Linked DNA regions of Gasterosteus aculeatus: region 2 is linked to region 1. A link is a contact called in public Hi-C data. All regions are on one chromosome and are shown on one strand. The core of a region is the stretch at or near the end of the contact, and the rest is flanking DNA. Distances in the headings are between cores, read along the strand shown.

The links. A called contact is a pair of places that touch in the nucleus more often than the background predicts.
Region 2: a Hi-C map of whole body shows a contact between it and region 1, with 5 times the contacts expected there. The contact joins the promoter of grxcr1a here to the enhancer-like site in region 1. A contact is called at or near these places in 6 of 6 Hi-C or Micro-C datasets (blood and trunk muscle, liver, skeletal muscle and 2 more).

What each region holds. Positions count from the first base shown.
Region 1 is chr4:8,022,306-8,027,508 of fGasAcu3.hap1.1, forward strand. atp8a1 (ATPase phospholipid transporting 8A1) reads right to left here. Exons shown (of 36, transcript XM_078101988.1): 17 at 4,267-4,349; 18 at 3,430-3,479; 19 at 3,041-3,110; 20 at 2,124-2,208; 21 at 915-1,054. Among protein-coding and RNA genes, the nearest start is that of atp8a1, 40 kb to the right of the region's middle. Within about 2 kb of position 3,041, at least 2 of the 9 cell types and tissues checked have open chromatin away from gene starts, as enhancers often do.
Region 2 is chr4:8,068,434-8,073,636 of fGasAcu3.hap1.1, forward strand. It overlaps grxcr1a (glutaredoxin and cysteine rich domain containing 1 a), which reads left to right and starts at 2,542. Exons shown (of 4, transcript XM_040175167.2): 1 at 2,542-3,046; 2 at 4,176-4,415; 3 at 4,501-4,566. The coding sequence starts at 2,669.

The DNA of each region.
Region 1 (5,203 bases), core at 1,791-4,290:
TTATGAGAGCAGGAAACTGTTGAAGGACGATTCGGGAAACCATCAATTATAATTCAGATTAACAAACTATTCAGAGATTAGGTATGAAAGATGTAAAACAGCTTCTCAAGCCAGAACGCAATTACAAAAGAATGAATGCTTTTTTTCTTCCTTTATTATCACTAACTAGCTCCTATCAAGGCTGAACAATATGCAGTACATCACATCTTAACAGTTCATTACACGATAAGCAATCGCTCTGGAGGATTTTGTTTGTGAGGTGACGAAGGAGTAACTTCAGATGACTGATTTCACAATGTTGGAATGTCTCCATCTTTTCCAGCTTCACTGCAACTCCATTGTGCCCCCATGTGGCTTTACGGCGCGTATTTCTTGACATGGGTGGCCCTGAACAGCAATGAACCTCAAACCTTGGCAGCGTCAATGCCGCACTCTTCCCATTAAGCAGTGCACATTACGTTTTTCCCTCAAAAGGCTTTTATGTATATTTCTTGATTTATTGCCTCCATTTGTTTTGGGCAGCCACAAAGAACACGCCAAGTGGTTGATTTACGACCGTGGCTTCTTGTGTTTGACTAGCATTTCCACATGGACCAACCTCACAGAAAACCAAATTCTACCTGCAAGTGAAACCTCAAATCTCCCTCACACTTTTTTTACTTTCCGGGTGGAACTGCAATTACGCCATAAATGACACAGGAAGTCTTGGGCTTTTTGCCCCGGCAGGTTTTTTCTGCAAACAAATCGACGCCCTTAAAAAAAAAAAAAATTGATTTGAATGAAACCATGTACGTTTTTTAATTGAATTTCACAATGACATGTGTGATGTCGGGACTGGTTTAGGGAAGAGTACACGAGCTGATGGCACGAGGGAATAAAACAACACAAACACATTCAATTTTCAATCTGCAAACCTTCTCTATCAGTTCATAGCTCTCCTCCAGCTTCAGGGATCTGTTCTGCAGCGAAGTGCTGGCTCTGCGGTGGATCTCCAGCCACTGCTGGTAGGACGACTCACTGACGTCCGCCACCGCAAAGCACAACGTGCGGAGCCCTGGAAGAGGAAAAACGCATCGTCACCCGGGTAAAAACGTCATGGTATTTCAGGCGGGTAGTTCACACTTGTTTTAAGCTGTTCTCATCCATAGTCCGTCCATTGCCTACACAAGAGGTCAGTAAGCATGCCCCAAGTTTAGAGAGGCCGATTAGAGTACTAGTAAAGGAGTCTCCTGCTGGGGACGGGACCCGGATTCTCACAATGTCAAAAGCTTGTACAATAATCAAAAAAGGATTTCATATCATATGAATATCTGCGTATCAGCGTAATGTGAGGAGCCCCGGGCAGCTGCAGGCGTGTACAGGTCTGTACTTCAGGACACAGTAAACAACCACAATGGCCGCTCCTGAAGAGGTTACTTATGAGGCGAGTTACATAAGTACATAGACTATGGATAATTACATTGGAAGACCTTACTTTATAAAAAGATCCAAAACATCTCTACATTTTTCAACACATTCTGGGCCACTTTGAAATATATGTATATGTCATTTTATACTTTATTAGGGGTGATTAATTATGTATTATGATACATGAATAATTGTGTTTTCATTTCAAATCCCCAATATCAAAATATAATTTTGATTTATAGGTTATCTGTTCAATGCAAATTATATTAAAGAAAGATAAAATATGTTGCTATTAATAGGTCATTCTTGTCATATATATATATATATATATATATATATATATATATATATATATTATTCATCATTTTGCAAATGACAGTGACTGAAGATCTTCACAATTTGTCACTAATGCTATATTTAGCCAAAATTAGATATTCAAAATGACATCATTGCTGGTGTCTCGCGAGGGGGCAGCATGAACACAGAACTCGAGTCTGATGCAGTTTCTTTCAGCGCCGCCACTCTAGATTTATAATACGTCAACATACTCATACGAGGATTTACTGGTCATCAGGTAAGGATAAGCTTCTAGGGAAAGATAACTTCTTCTGCTGCAGCTTATGATGATCAAGTGGTGAGAATGACCGAATCAGATTTGAGGCGTCCTAAGTGCTGCTTTTCTATTGGCAGACAGGGGGCGATGTTGGTCTACTCACCCTCGGTGGCAAACCATTCCAGGTGCTTCAGTGTAATCTCTTTGTACCTCGAGCTGTCTGCCAAGCGATCATAGATCACTGTGTCCTGAAGAGAGAAAAACACACATTGGTTATTGACACCCGGAGTGGAAAGAAAGGAACCTGCTTGGCTCCGGCTACTGCGCAAATAGGCAGGTTCTCAGGTAGGATGTGGCCCTTTGGATGTTTCGTTCGCCCTTTGTGTTTGTACTACCCAAAAAGCTTTATGTACCGTCATCATACACTTAAAAAATCAGTTGCTTACAGGGGAATTATTACATCTTCTACAAATGTATCTGGGTAATTTAACGGATAAATTGTTATAGGAGTAATGTGTTTAAATAACATTGAAAAGCCAAATCGTTGAGGGGTTCAGCCTCAAACTAAAATCAAACATTATGCTTGTTGATATTCGCCCACACACATAAACATGGCGGCAAATAAAAATAATATTTTTATTTTGTGAAGCCCATTTAACAACCAAATAAATAATAAGACAAGATTTAATAAGATAAGTATGTATAGAATTACAAAATAGTTACAGCCTTGAGAAGCAAGCTAATTCATAGCAGAATATAGAACAGCGTGTTCTCCCATCAAACGTTTTTTCTTTTCTGAATGTACTCAAACTGAAACGAGTCTGACTCGGTCTCTAACTCCCTATCTGGGAAATATAATCTACGTCTAAACTAGATTTAGCGGGGATACATGTGTGAAATATCACAATCTCGCTTTATGCTGCTGCTCATTGACAACAAGTCGCGACGAGAGCGAAAGGCAATAAAGGGAGAAGAGGCTTCAACACTTGTGTGTGTGTGTGTGTGTGTGTGTGTGTCCGTGTGCCTGTTAGTGTGGTGATGAGCTGTCGCGCGTTGCCATGGAGAGAGACGGAGACTCACCGCTCCTTTGCAGTAGAGGCGGATCTTCCCAGATGGGGTGCGCATTATGACCGACATCCTCTTCCTCGTGCTGCGAGGAAGAAAAGGCACAAAACCAGGAGAGAAAGCAGGTCAGAGAATATCACATTACAAGGCGGTCCAGCCACTGTGGCAGATTATCACGTAGTGATGGGATAGTACAAGTCTGCTAAAAGTAGAAAGAGCTGGCTAACAAGAAATCCCACAATCAACGAGTACAAATCATTAGGGACACAGGACAGTAATCAACTCTGACATGCAATTATCTTGAAACAATATTTCATGTGAAGCCATTACTGCGAAATCATAGTTTACAACAGCAAAACGCACAATAACTAATGAAAGCAATAATGCTGCTATCAGTACTTTACCTCGTAAACTCCAACACATGAAGTAGTTCGTATTTCTCCTCGGCACCGGGCTAAATCCAAAGAGACAGAAACATCAACATACTCCAAAGGGACACATCTTCACCAGTCGTCTTCTGAGACACACCTCATCTTAAGTAGAACAAGCCATCCTCCTCAAATCCACCCATATTTCACCATGACTGTGTTTATCAGCATTGAGCTGGTGGAGGGGGAATTCAAATTGTAAAATTCAATTAACTTTCTTAATTGTTGAGATCGCGTGGAACGAGACACAGTGATTAAACAGATGCAGAGAGCTGTAGAAGGCCCAACAAAGGTTAAGATATCGGACGTTTTGGAGACGAGATGTTCTCAGCAGAGAAAAACATTGTTTGAAAATGGTGATTGTTTTTATAGACTTCTATAGTAGATCTTTTTTTATGAGTGTTCTTGTACTGTGGATGAACAACACTACAAAAATAAAGGTTAAATTAAAGAAAATACATGTAACGTATATACATCCTGCTGCTGAAGTATTAGAACTTGCTCTGTGGGGATAAACAAAGGTTTATCAAACAGTTAACATCACTTCTAAAATATAAGAGTAAAATTTCAAACTCACTGACTTGGGTTTGGTAAGCAAACGAGCTGTCGCTTCAAAGTTATTGTACAAACGTGAGAGCTGAATAGGTCTTACCATCTAACTCTCGGTAACAGAGAAACTAAGGGCATATCCAAACTTTTTAATTATTCCATTCACAAAGAAAACCAAAAAAGTGGAAACTCTAGCAGAGTGATGTGTGTAGTAATCTGTAGTAGTGTAGATAATCCAGAGTACAATAACTTGTACCGACTCACCATTTCCACAATGACGCTGTCCGGGGTTCTACCAGAAAACACAAAGCCCAGCGTTTGTGCTGCTCTCACCAGAGCCCCTTCATCTTAAAAGCAAAAACGAAAAAACAGATGAACGCGGATACAGAACAGTGCTGTCTGAAGATAAGATGATATCTCTAGATATATCTAGATGATAGATGATACCCAGGTTCACATTTTGTGTGTTGAGGGGGTTCTTCGACCCGTTTCTCCCGATGCAGGCAGTGACTGAAAGCTGTGGATCATGTGGCTGATGCTACAGCTTGCATGAGGATGCTGCAGGGCAAGAAAAAGCTCTCAGCGTGTTTTTTTTACAGTTCACTTAACTACCCTTCTCTCTGCAGCTATTCCCCGCTCGGCTTCAAACGGCAAAGCTCCGCGGGACCATGACTGTTTTTAAGCAATCAGGCAAAAAAGGTCATCTCCATCTAGAGCAAAATGTGAGCTGAAGAGCAGTATAGAAGACTTTTCATAAATCAATGTGTTCATTATGTGTGCATTTATTGTTTCTATATTGAACTGAATGTGGAGTTAGCCTGTTTTGGTTACGAACATAACTGATGTAAAACATCAGGAAACGTCTCATTTAGTTGCAACTTAGTATTTGCTAATATACTGAAAAGCTTTTCAATCAATTTAGCAACAACATAAGCTTTCGTGTTATTAATTTCTCCCATGAGAGCAACTTCGTAGTTTACATTTCAATTGCAGCGTTGAGCCTTTAAGCTTGGGGACATTTTCATAGTTCATTAGGATGGTGTTTGTTTTCAGGTTATTTACTTGGTGCTGCTGGGGCAACCACAGTGTCCGAGGGCGCGAACCGTTGTGCAAACACCTTTAAGCTGCCGTTGTTCTTGTTAAACACGAAAAGGCACCACATAATTAGCCTCTCCCTCATTCATCTTCTATCTTTCTGATT
Region 2 (5,203 bases), core at 1,292-3,791, 46 kb after region 1:
GGCAGCTCGACATTTTGCTGTGATTGAATTGCACTCTGCCCCCTTGTGGAGATTGATCCTCAGTCAGGGGCGGTGAGGTGGTTGGATGGCCACAGGCACACAAATGGTGAGTCTCTGCAGAGTCATTTTCCCTAAAGCTCTGTTCACGATTAACGTGTGTGGACCGTGTCAAACCTGCACAGCGGCACATTTAACGATCCATAAGAGGCGAAGAGTTGCATTAAATACAGTTCTCTCCAGATGTGGAAGATTAATCTGATTCTGTTCTATTACAGAAACTCAACAAGAATGTACTGAAAATCACTCCTATTGTGAAGTTAACATGAAAAACATGCTGGGGATCTATGAATACATCTTTTTATTCAATCTGCAGAAAATTAAAACCATTTATCACTCTGCATCGCGTTCGACTTCCTCCACTCAGTCGCGGCCGAGCCGACTGAAAGCAGTGAAATTAAAGAGCATTAAAGTATTAATCTTTTCAAATTGCTTTTTTAATAGGAGTGGAGGTGGCTGGCGAGGCTGCATTAGTGCTACTGATGAGGAGGGCCGAGGGAAAAGCTCTTCAGGTTGGATGGACTATCTCCATCTTAGTGGTCGCCCGTCTAAATGTGCTAAAATGAGATAAAATGTCTGCTTGGCTCGACATGGCGTACTGTAACGTCTTATCCTGGAGTCAAACAGCCGGAGAGGTTTGTATGATTGAGAAACTTCTCCATGATATAAAAATGAACTAATTAAAATGAATTTTAAGAACACTGTGTCATGTAAGCAGCTTTACGAAACTGAGCGCCAAGACTACAGCACATAAAATAATACAAAACAAAAAACATTTAATTCTCTGTAACACTAAATATTTTTGCCTGAAGAAGCAACGAAGATGGTAAATGTTAAAATGATATATGTTATATATTTTCATCCTGGGCTGTGGGTGAGTGTGTTTGTGTGTGCGTTTGATCCCCCACAACGATGCACATACACACATTACACATTGCGGTTTCACACTAATCCCCTTATCGCCGGACAAGAAAAACAGAAATACACCAGCAATTCAGCACAGAAGAAGAATGCTATCAAGAAAGCATGGATCTAAAAAAAGTCCAGGGTCAAACAGTTAAAAATGCTTGGTTTTAGAGATATTTTTTGAGGAAGTAAATGCAGTCAACATCTTTAGACAATACACCCGCAATGCTTTCTGGGAAGTAACAGGTACAGTAAACGGAAACGTTGGTTGTTTACACAGAAAATCTCATAGAAACTCCATTGACAACTCTTAGATTTACCGCACAACACAAGCACACACAACACATTATGGTGCAGTTTGAGTCCAGTCTAACTAAACCCCTCATAGACGCGCACGACATCACCTTTCACCAGCAAAGCCTCGCAGACCTCGGACCAGCGAGACGAGTCGAGTCGAAACAGCACAGTTCAATTTCACGTGGAATAACCACAGAATCACGAGGAATCGTTCACAGCAAGAAGATCATGAAGAAGTTTAGGTTTCCAAACTGAAGTTAGGAGCCCTATCATCAATTTTAAGAGAAGAAAAGGCAGAGATTTAGAAAAGTAGAAGTGATTAAACCGTCACCTGCTCCTCAGGTGGTAATTTCAAAGTGAAACGGGATCCAGCATCTCAGCAGCAATAATATACAACACACCGCTACAGGGCTTTGTATTGATTACACTTTCCTGGATGGATTTCTAATGATCAGCACAATGTGAACACTGCAAACAGCTGAAGCATCACATCCCCGCTGGGAGCCGCTTCATCACCTGCGACACAAAGAAAACTGCCCGAGGCGTCTCTGTGGACAGGTTGGCGTGTTGTGTCCCTGAGACATGACCCATGTGCATGACCCTTAACGTCATGTAACGTAATGTCTTTAAAAGATGTCACAGGATGTTATTTTATCACATTCTTTTACATAGACGATAACAACAATGTTCGGTAAACTAAACTACACCGTAATTAAGATTTAAGTGAAGCTAACCTGGTTAGCTAACATGCTAATTAGTTTAATTAGCATCTTGTGTTAGCATGGTGTTCTTTTGTTTGTGCTGAGTGAATACAGGTAATTTAACTTACACGTGACTTAACTTACAAGTAACAACAACTTACTGCTGATTGTTTGTGGACCAAGGTGTTTGCTGAATAAGTGTGTTGTTTTCAGCAATCTGGCTCTTTATGCATGAAATTACTTATTAACATATAGTGCACTGATAATAACAATAATGTTGTTGTGGATCATGTAACTCATTTAGAGGCAATTGTCGCCTGCTATCTCGTCCTGAGAGGCAGAACTGTATGTTTGCTTGATTAAAGAACACAAAGTCAGACCATGAAAAGTCTTCAGTCAAAGCTTTGCTGAAAACTGTGTAAACTGTCATGAATAATTAAAAGACAACTATCCTTTTACGTGCGATGGGCTTGCTGGGTTGCCATGGTGGAGATGCATGTATTATTTACCATCGCTGTGTGTCCCGCTGTAAGGCAGCTTACAGGCTCTCAGTCTTTTTTTGACCTGTTCTCCCTGCGAGGATTAAACCTGGTGGTAATCCATGGGGGACAAACTGGCGCGTCCCAGCTGAGTGTCCACTTCCGAATGAGCAGAGAGGAGCCGCACAGCGTCGCCGTCGACCATGTAATGTGCCAGGAGGGTTCCCAATGGAGGCGACGACGCCGATGGCTGGGCAGGAGAAGCCGCAGAAGCGGGTGAGGTTCCGCGTGGCTTCGGGGAACAGCGGCCGGGTGCTGAAGGAGATGTTCAAGGACGAGGGGCCCTCGGGCTCCCTGGATTCGGATTGCACCAGCGGCTCCGACGCAGAGCGGGCCAGCACCCCCTCCACCAGCGGAGAGGCGCACCCGTACGGGTCCCCGGGCTGCGAGCCGGACGAGCTGCTGACGTACGCGGGGGCCACCAAGGACTGGATGTTCACGACGAAGAGGGTCAACATACTCAGTAAAAATGGGACCGTGAGGGGGGTCAAGCACAAAGTCAGCGCAGGTCAGACGCTGTTTGAGAACCTTCTCAGTTACAACAGTGTAAGTACTTCTGAAAAGGGCCTGGTTACATCTTATTGCTTCATTTAGTCTGGAATATCACACCAGCGGGTCCCATCGGTGGCCTCCAGTCTACTTACGGGTGAGAGGCGTAAGAGCTCACAAGAGAGGACAAGATGACAGCACGATTAAAGATTAATGATACATTCCAGTAAGTGTTTCAGGAGTAGCCGATCAGGTTAATGAATTCCAGGTGCTTTCTAGTGTCTGCTTTCGGATTCCGATGTAACTCTTTGGCTCGTGTGCCAATGCAAAGGTTATGTCGAGGGTCATATTGAAGAAACAGGGACATGCCATTCACAATATCACCAACGACGTTTCTAAGGACGCCACCACCAATGTCTGTTTGATTACACCCCTCACGTTTTATGCAGCTGTCGCTTTATTAATTGAAATAATACAATAATTGTGTTCATCGCTGTGCAGAACAACATCTTTTTCTTTTGGCTGCAATCGCATTCGTTAACGACATAACATGTGGAAGTTGATTGTCTCTCTATGGTAAATTTATTTTGAAACTCAAAAGAAGGGACACTTATACAAGTATAGAGACATGTGGTCTGCTTTCTTGAAAGTAATGTTAATAATAAATGAATGGTTAAAACCTTTTCTAATGAGCCACTCCATATGAAGGGATTACAAATGATAACCTTCAAAGACAAGGCCTCAGGGATTAGTTTCCATATTTGGATCTCCTTTAGTGAAATCCTGGCTTCACCTTGACAGGCTGTACATCATATCAAATCACAAAGCCGCTCAGTTCTCAATGACGTGAAGCAGTTCAAGACCCCAACATTTGCCTAAATTATGACAGGGCTTAGAGAACTGAACATTAAAGTATTTTTTATGAAAATGCTTGTATTCATACTTCGAATTTTGCCTAAATAATTCAGATTTTAGTACTTTTTCACAATTGTAAAAGCTGTACCAGATATAAGAAATGATCCATTACACAAGCGCGGAAATATAATCATATAAAATCAAGCCAATATCTCAAAGACATACACAGACATTTGACATTGTTATGTTAGCAAAAGTTACCTTTATGAATAAAAAAAACAGCCAAAGAGCCGTGTCACTGCTTTGAAGATGACTTCTGATTTCTTCTCAGATGGAGTTATCTCTTGAATTTGGGCGGATAGTCATCTACACCACGAGTTTCCGGGTGGTGAGAACAACATTTGAGCGCTGCCAGCTGGTCCGAAAGATCTTCCAGAACCACAGGGTGAAGTTTGTGGAGAAGAACATCGCCCTGGACAGCGAGTACGGGAAGGAGTTGGAGGAGCGATGCAAACGCGTGGGAGAACCTCCCTCGCTACCTGTGGTGTTCATTGACGGACACTACCTCGGGGTCGGCTCCGATTCTTACTCCTGCATATTGACGTCAATATCTTGTGCGTTCACACACTCATTTCATATTGAATTGTGTTTTTCAGGGTGCCGAGAAGATACTGGGCATGAACGAATCAGGAGAGCTTCAAGACCTTCTAACCAAAATAGAGGTTGGTTTTCACTGTGTTTGCATTGACGACGAATCATTTGATGGCATTATAACAGAGGTTTTCCTGCGAATCAGGGCAAGTCACCCCACTTGATTTGACGCAAGGTGCTTAATTGATAACGTGTTTGTCAAAGCATAAGGTAACTTCAAAAAGTCCGGACAAATCGACGCTTTGTGTTTGCCCAAAGTCACCGAGAGGAACCCTGTGCAAACAGGAGCATCATTTCCCCTCACCAGCCGTGTCCTCGGTCAAAGGAGACCCATGCACATCAATGAGCTGCCGTCGATAACGGAGGCCGTGCTATTGATTCTGCCTCCGACACGTTCGCCCAAACATGCCGGCGTTACAGCTCCTCGCTCGGTGGTACAAACCGAGATTCTGTCAAGTATTTCTGCTCGTCACTGAGCTGCAGCCGTAGCACTGGCATTTTTCTGGGGCCTATAGGTTGTAAGTTCAACCCAACAAGAGACTTCCTAAGCGAATACAGAAAACCGTATGAAGCTCATGACATTTAAGTCATGCATTCCAGTCTCTGCGGGCTATTAAAACAGAAAGAAACATGCAGCCCTGAAAGGTCAAACATTCATTAATCAGTCAAGAGCTGTTCGGCAAGCAGACTTTTTTGCTCTGAATTTAC